Linked DNA regions of Oryctolagus cuniculus: region 2 is linked to region 1. The links are chromatin contacts, called in public Micro-C maps. All regions are on one chromosome and are shown on one strand. The core of a region is the stretch at or near the end of the contact, and the rest is flanking DNA. Distances in the headings are between cores, read along the strand shown. Region 1 overlaps SYN3 (synapsin III). Region 2 holds the start of TIMP3 (TIMP metallopeptidase inhibitor 3).

What was found. A called contact is a pair of places that touch in the nucleus more often than the background predicts.
Region 2: a Micro-C map of ear pinna shows a contact between it and region 1, with 4 times the contacts expected there. The contact joins the promoter of TIMP3 here to the enhancer-like site in region 1. A contact is called at or near these places in 5 of 6 Hi-C or Micro-C datasets (ear pinna, embryonic fibroblasts, psoas muscle and 2 more).

What each region holds. Positions count from the first base shown.
Region 1 is chr11:110,433,793-110,437,742 of mOryCun1.1, reverse strand. It overlaps SYN3 (synapsin III), which reads left to right. Exons shown (of 13, transcript NM_001171361.1): 9 at 1,207-1,309. Among named protein-coding and RNA genes, the nearest start is that of FBXO7, 46 kb to the right of the region's middle. Within about 2 kb of position 2,487, at least 4 of the 8 cell types and tissues checked have an H3K27ac peak or open chromatin away from gene starts, as enhancers often do. A contact at or near this core is called in ear pinna, where this site is marked.
Region 2 is chr11:110,656,235-110,660,272 of mOryCun1.1, reverse strand. TIMP3 (TIMP metallopeptidase inhibitor 3) reads right to left here and starts at 2,092. Exons shown (of 5, transcript NM_001195682.1): 1 at 1,972-2,092. The coding sequence starts at 2,092. All of the region lies in intron 5 of SYN3 (synapsin III), which reads left to right.

The sequences.
Region 1 (3,950 bases), core at 1,238-3,737:
ATCTGGGCTTGCGAGCCACGCGGTCACTTATTAGTTCCCCGGAGCCTCAGTTTCCTCATCAGTAGAATGGGTGAAAGCCTTCCTGAGGGAATCCGGGAGGGACTGGCAGGAGAGCGAGTCAGCTACCCAGGAAGACCGCCTGGCTCACGCTGGCTCTGCCTCTGACGTCTAGGATTTCCCCTGCTCCTCTCCATGGTTCCGTGAGAGAACTGGATGCGGAGCTCGGAGAGCCGGGTCTCCCGGCCCTATCCTGGTCTTGCTGTGTGACCTGGGCAAGGCACTGCCCCCTTTCTGGGCCTCAGGACAGGACAGGAGGAGGGAGCCGGCTGGAGGAGCACTTCAGCCACCATCCCCCTGCCCCTTATTCCAGGCTGCATGGCTCAGAGACACAAATAGATGTGAGAGCAGCCGTGCCCTGGGTGACCCCGGGGAGCGGGGATAGAGCACGAACACTGACACAGAGTGCCCTGTGACTCCCACACCCAGCCCACGGGGGAGGCCAAGTGCAAGCCGGGAGATTTCTCCAGACACAAGCAGCTCCTTGTTGCAAGGGCAAAGGCCGGGGTTGGGATCTGTCCCCAGCAAAGCAAACTGGCTTTGCAGCCATCGAGGGGCTGGAAAAGGAACAAAAGCAGCCGGACCAGAGGGCCAGGCCCCCGGGGCCAGGCGGGAGCCGCCGGCCAGGCTCCCCGGCCTGCCCCTGCCCTTGCCCCTGCGCAGGCAGCCTCGGGAGAATGCTCCCTTTGTCCCCAGAGGCTGCGGTCTGGCTGGGGGCTCTGCGGCGGGGAGGGAGGCCGGAGCCATCTCTGGAGCCCTACGAGCAGCTTTCCCAAGGGAACAGGGCTCCAGGGGCGGCCGGGTGGCCTGGATGGCCACGGATGGGGGCAGAGCAACCCCCACCGCTGTGGATCGTGCAGGGTCCCCGCAGGCAGGCCGGGATGGGTGTCTCTGAGCTCCCCGGACTCCTGTTCTTCCTCTCCCACTCTGTCCAGCTGTGGCCTTGCCTCCCTTTCACTGGCTCTGTCTCCCGCCGGGCCTCGGTGACCCTTCCACGGTGTGTGTGTGTGTGCGTGTGTGTGTGTGTGTGTGTGTGTGTGTCCCTCGCTCCCTCCATCATGGCATGGATGCCCTTGCAGCGCTGTCTTGCCGCCTCCCTCTGCCCTGCCCCCTCCGTCGGGCTCACAGTCTGTCCCTCCCCACCCGCAGGTACAGGCTGTGGGTGGACAGCTGCTCAGAGATGTTCGGTGGCCTGGACATCTGTGCCGTCAAGGCGGTCCACAGCAAGGACGGCCGGGATTACATCATCGAGGTGAGCGTGCCCTCTGGCATGGCCACGCCTCCCGGCTGCCACAGCCAGCCCGGGCCTCTCCCCCTCCGCCCTCTCGCACCTGCTCCTCCCACTTGGGTTGTAGCCCTGAAGGGACCCTCCAGAGCTCATTGGTTCATGACCTTGAGCAATTTCCCCCCACTCCCAAGGGTAGGGGGAGAGCCTCAGGCCAAGGGTCAGCAAAACCCTGCCCCCTTCTGGGCCTTGTCCGTCTCCTCAGTGTCCACGTGAGGAAAGTGGGCACACTTCCTGCTCACCGTGCATAGACTCCATCCTGTGTTCAGTTAACAAACGTGGATGGACTTGGGGTAGGCAGGGGCGTGGCTCTGAGGACACAGCTGTGGCAGGAAGAAGGGTGATTAAACAAGGCATGGCAGGTGTGGAAGGATCCCAGGGGAACAGAGCAGGGCAGGGGATCTGGCCGAGAGAGTGCAGCAGGACTAGCACAGGGACCAGAATCTCCCACCTGTAGCCCACGCCTCCCCCAAATCCATAGTCTCATGGCTCCACCCTGCCCCTCACACCCACATGCTGACACCCCCAGTCCCTTCCAGCTCACTCACTTTCCCAACCACAGCCGAGGGGCAGGGCTGACACAAGGCCCAGCTGGCCAGGGGGAGCCCTGTGGCTGTGCCTCCCGGGGTGTGGGCGGCTAATGGGAAGCACATGGCTGGGTGACCGCAGGAGCTGGCCAGCCCTCCCGCCCCTCGTGTCTGCCCTGCTCCCCCGGGGAGGGGGGGGGACCACGGAGCAGCAGGACCAGGTGACTCAGCGGGTGGGAGTCCAGCCAAGCCCAAGCTGCCTTGGGGTGAGGGAGGGACGCCGGGGCAGATACAGCCCCTCCGCCCACTCCAGAAAGGCTGCGAAACACCCCCCCCCCCCCCGGGTGACCTGCATCTCACTAGCTCCTGCCGGTGGTCCTGCTCTCCTTCCAGGGCCAGGAATCGCTTCTCTGGCTGCCACAGGTCCTCAAACTGCCCCTCCCCCAAAGCCCCTTGGCAGAGGGGCCGTGGGAGGAGCCAGTGCACCGTTGTGGGTGCACACATTTGCTTCCCTAGGGAGACCCTGGGAGCTAGGCTGGGGGTGGGATGAGGGCCCTCCTGCCTGGGGTAAGGCAGCTCCTGGGCCTAGCCTGGCCCTGCACCTCCTCGGGGGCCACCAGGCATGGATGTGGCTCTGGCACACACTGGCACTCAGTTCTTCATGACGGAGCCGCCGGTGCCAGACCCGAAGCTGGTGAGCAGGACTGGGCAGTGATCAGAGCGGGGGCCCTGTGTGCCAGAGCTGCCATTTCAGAGCGGGGACACTGTCCCCCAGGAGAGCCCAACTTCCTCGCATTCGACTTCTCTCTGCTTCTCTGATTCTCCTCTGCCCTCCCTCTCATGGAGGAAGAAAGAAGTGTGCACACAGGGCCCCAGGCTCCCTGCTGCACTCACAGGGTCAGGCACAAAAGGCCTCTCACATGTAAGAAAATGAAGTAGGGGCGGGCGCTGTCGCATAGCAGGTTAAACTGCTGCCTCTGGCGCCGGCATCCCATATGGGCGCCGGTTCGAGACCCTACTGCTCCACTTCCAATCCCGTTCCCTGCTATGGCCTGGGAAAGCAGTAGAAGATGGTCCAAGTCCTTGGGCCCCTGCACCCACATGGGAGACCTGGAGGAAGCTCCTGGCTTCGGCCTGGCCCCAGCTCCAGCCATTGTAGCCATGTGGGGAGTGAACCAGCAGATGGAAGATTCTCCGTCTGTTTCTTCCTCTGTCTCTGTAATTCGCCTTTCGAATAAAATAAATAAATGTTGAAAAGTAAAATAGAAAGAAGAAGAAAGTAAAAGGAGTGAACTTACACATCAAAAAATAAGAAAACAACTTGTCAGAAATGTTCCAGAAAAAAAAAAGAAGATGAGTTTTCAGTGGCTTCTCTATTTTTTTTTTCCTCTCTCTCCAAAACATTACAGACTTGTTTCCTTTGCTTTGGGGTTTGGGGTGGGGTCAGGGAGCTTGTGACCAGGAATATAAAAGGTATTTTTCCTCAGTAAGAAGAAAAAAAAAAAACAGACTGGAAAGATCCAGAACTCCTGGCTTCTCTGGCCACCTCTGCGGTGAGAACGGAATTTGTGTGAAATGTTTTATGCAGATCCTCAGGGTGAAATACACAGGGGAGGACCCTGAACACCCCCCTCTCCGGCCCGTCCGGGCAGTGACACTGCTCGCTGGAAAAATGCTTCCCTGAGGAGACCCGAGTGTCCACTTCCTTTGGCCATGTCCACCACGGGGATTCCAAAATTCTCTGACCTCAGGTTCCTGCGGCGGCTGTTTCCACCCAGGGAATGTGGGAGACAGGGACCAGAACGGAAAGGCGTGGGCAGGGTCAGGGGGAGAGCCGGCAGGCAGGGGGCGGAACACGGTGCCTGCTGGGCACAGATCCGGTATTGACCCGGGGACCATCCCGGGTTCTGGGCACCGGGATCCCCACGCAGTCCCCAAAGGGCTCAATTTCACGGCCCGGCTGGCATCAGTATTCACATCCTTGAACTTGCTCTTCAGCTTCCTAACCCCTGTGGGGGCTTTTGACCCAGGGACCCCCCAGAACTCCCAATCAGAAGAGGCCTGGCAGCTGCCTGGAGCCG
Region 2 (4,038 bases), core at 843-3,342, 220 kb before region 1:
GGCAGAGAGAGGTCAACCAGCAGGGCCCACACCCACATCTCCCATTTTTAAAAGCATTATCTCATCGCGGCCACCAGTGCAGTGCACCAAACCCAGGCAGGGTGGCTCTGGGCCTGCGCCAGGACCGCGGGGAGCTCTTTTCTTTTCGGTGCTTTGCTGCCACAGCGCTCTGGTCCTTGGGAACTTTCCTGGTCACTCAGCTTTCCTCCGGGCACTTTTTATTTAAAGAGGTTAGAGGCAGTTCGGTCTTAGAGAAACCCAGAAGAAATTACAAGAAACGTTTGCATCTGCCCAGACCCACAGCAAGAACCCTAAATGGGAGGCTCAGCAGTGGACCGAGCCGCTGGAAGCAGGGTGCACTTGCTCCTACTTCCACCTTGTCCTGGTGGACTCGCAGGGGAGAGCCACCCTCACCCCCAACCCCGTCCACAGCAAAGGGCCAGGACGAGGGATGAGCTCTTCCTCTCCCCATACATCAGAACCCCTAGCTGGCACCCCCGGCCCAGCTCAAATTCAGCCCCGCATGATACCACCTGCTAGCCTCCTGGCCCCGCGTGCGCTCCGTGCGGAGCTCAACCAGAATTCAGCAGTAACAGCACCACCTCCCAACAAGAACCAGGTGGAAACGCCACCAGCTGCAGCGAGGAATTCGGGTAGGGGCAGCAGCCCCAAGAATCCTTCTGAGCAACCCACAGAAGCAGGGTCCAGCCAGGTTCTCCCAGGGGAAGGAAGGGTGTGCAGCGGCAGGCCCCAGGAAGCCTTGACCAAACAGACCACACAAACACCCCTGGCTGCCAACCCGAACGACCTCCAAGCACCGGGGGCCCCCTCTCCAGCTTCTCCAAGGCTGCGCCTGACTCACCCGCAGTGCCCCTCCCAACCTGGGGCTCCTCCCCGCAACACACGTGTAGGGTCCCTCACCAGTAGAAGATTTGCTTCCCTGTATGACTGCACTTCACACACACACACACACACACACACACACGCAACGCACGCACGCACGCAGCGGGGACACTCGGTTCGCACGCCTGCTGAGCCGCAGAGGAGGGGAGAGACGCGTTCCATCTGCCACTCCACCTCTGGCCATCCCGATCCAAGTGTCCCACACACTCCCAGACAAGTTTTCCCAGGACACCCTCCCTCAAGGTCTTTGGGGAGAAGGAGCTGCACTTCCTGCAGGGTCTAAGCCAGGCTCAAAGTCCAGTTTGGAACTGTTGCCACAATGTGACCCTTGGCATCTTGGTTCTTTTGGTGGCAAATCTGTTCACCAGGTGTCATCTACACACACACACACACACACACACACACACACACACACACAACTCCAGAAAAAAAAAAAAAAACCTTCCTGCGAGTTTTCACAGCTATTTGGTAAGTGAGCCCTCACAGCCACCACGAGCTTGCTATCACCTCCCCCCACCCCCCACCCCGCCAAGCTCTCTCTTCCTTTTTCCACCTATATCCGCCCAAACTTGGCAGCCCCAGAGCCCCAGCTTCCACTGGCTTGGGGAGCCTGCGGCTGGGTTGGGTCCCAGGGGGAAGAAGGGAATCGATAGGAGAGGTGGCAAAAGCAGAACCCTCCAAGTTCCACCTGCAACTTTGGAGTTCTTGCAGGGTGCAGGGTCTGGCACTTGGCTGGCAACTTTAAAAAAAATTAATAGCAAGGACACGCAACAGCCCAGGGGGGGTAAGTTAGCGCGGCCAAGTTTTAGGAACCCTCTCCCTCCTCTTCTCCCCCAGCCCTTCTTCCTTCAATCCCGAGTGGGGAACTTGGCCCAGCTGTCAAACGGACCAGGAGGGACCTCAGACCCTCAGGGCCGGCGAAGGGTGCTGTGTCGGCCACGTCAGAGCTCCCTCCGCCCGAGGACACGGAGCCCCGCCACCCCGCCCCTGCACCCCTGCGCCCAGTGCCTGGGGCGGAGACCGGGAGTCCCGCAGCAGCCCAGGCAGCAGCGCACTCGGAGCGCTTACCGATGTCGGAGTTGCAGAAGGCGTCCTGGGGGTGGCTAGGCGAGCATGTGCACGCCTCGGCGCCCCAGTCCCCCAGTCCCCAGCTGCCCAGGAGCACCACGAGGCCGAGCCACAGAGTCATCGCCGCTGCCGCTGCCGCCGCTGGGACTGCCACTCGCCTCTGCAAACTTGCGGTGCGCGCCGCCGGCGGGGCTGCCGCAGCCCGAGCTCTCCCGCTCAGTCGTGCGGGGCAACTTTGGCCTCCGAGTGCCCAGCGGGACAAGGCGCTGGCGCACAAACTGCGCGGGTAGGCGGACAGGCAGGCGGGCGGGCTCTCCCAGCGAAGGAGCGGGAGCCGAAGGAGCAGGAGGAGCCGGAGTCCGAGAAGCAGAAACTACCGAACGCCCGCGCCTGCCCGCTGCCCACTCTGCGCCGCTGCCCCGGCCGCCGGGAGATATAGCCCGGGCGCCCCGGGAACACCCTCCCCCGGGCGCACGGGGCCGCCCCCTCCGACCAATGGCAGAGCCGCATTACCTCATCGGCCCTCCGAAAAGGGGGCGGGGCCGGGGGCGCGGGCCGGCGGGGCGGGGCCGCCCCCGGACCGTTCAGATCCTTATAGGGAATAATGCTGCTGTGGGCACGCGAGTGGGTGGGCTGGGCGCGCCCCGGACCCGCGCCCGCCGCCGGCTCTCCCAGCGGCGGCCCCGTGCCCACTTTCGCCCGACCCTCGCTCCACGTCCGTCCCACACCACAATCGACCCCGACCCACCCACGCAGGGCAGAGGAGGGGGGCCTGGGTCCTGGCGGACCTGGAGCGCGCCGGCTGGGGCACGTAGCGGGAGCTGTTACCCGCGCGCCTTCTCTGGCGAGAGCAGGGTCTCCGAAAAATACCCAGACCGACGACGCCTCCCTCCCTCATGTTCTGGCTGCGAGGGAGCCAGCTGCCGATTGGAGCTAGCTGGCTGCGATAGCAGTGGCTTCCCCGGGCAGGCTGGGCACAAGGCAGAGTTGTGAATTCATTCAACACAGGCTGTTGCAGGCGCTGGAGTACGCAAGCCCAAGCCCTTGCTCCCGTGGACGTCCTGAACGCACGCGATCTTGTTCTGTGACGCCAGAGCACAGAGCAGGGTCAGGGGTTGGAGAGACCGGGGGGGGGGGGGGGGACGGAAAGAGGAGGGCTGGGGGGGGGGGGCGACCTGGGTGCTGAGGAGTGGGCTAAGGCAGGCTGAGCCCCGCGCAAGCTGCAGGCCAGGGCAGCAGGTATCGAGAGAGGTTTGCGCAACGCCCTGAGCTTGTGTGCCGAACCCTGCCCAGAGCGCACGGGTCTCCCACCTTCAGCCAGGAACTCTGGGGTGCACTCGATCCCAAACTGGACCCCAGCTCTCATGGAAGGCTGCAAATAATTAGTCCAGTTATGATCCCGATCGTTCAACAACAGCTTGATTTCCCTTCGCAATGTTCCAAGGGAGGCGCCATACCTCACCTGGTGGTATCTCCGGGGAATCTTTCTGATAGGAAAAGCAAGCACCCGCGTCATTCATTCTTTCAGCATAAGAAAACCGGCACCAAGAGGTGGAAGGATTTGGCAACCGGCGAGGAAGTCAATCCACCAGGTAGTTTCCACTGACTCCTCTTACTTAGAAGAGATGGTTATCAGCCTGGACTTCAGCAGCTCCCATAATGCACGTGGGCAAATGCCCTTATGCAGCTGGGGTCTTCCACTTTCTTTCAACCTTTTCCTTTCTGTCCTGTCTCCTCCTGTTGAAAACCAGACTACACGCAAGGGTCTTCAAAAAGTGCACTGAAAAGGCAAAGTATGGCACAGCTCTGCATGGGTTTCCAAATTTATTGGCACCTAAATAAACTTACCTTTACATTCCACCAACCATGGGATTTTTCAAGCACTGTGCTACGTTTTGGCCATACTCGTCCTAACACTTTGAAACACATAAGAACTGGGAGAAATAAGAACACATAAGAACTGGAAGAAGTGCAAAGCTGAGCTTGGCAGGAAAGTTCATGGGAGATGCTATTTCCATAAACGCTTTTCTTACGCTCTTTCCCCCTCCCTGCTTCAACATGTAGGGA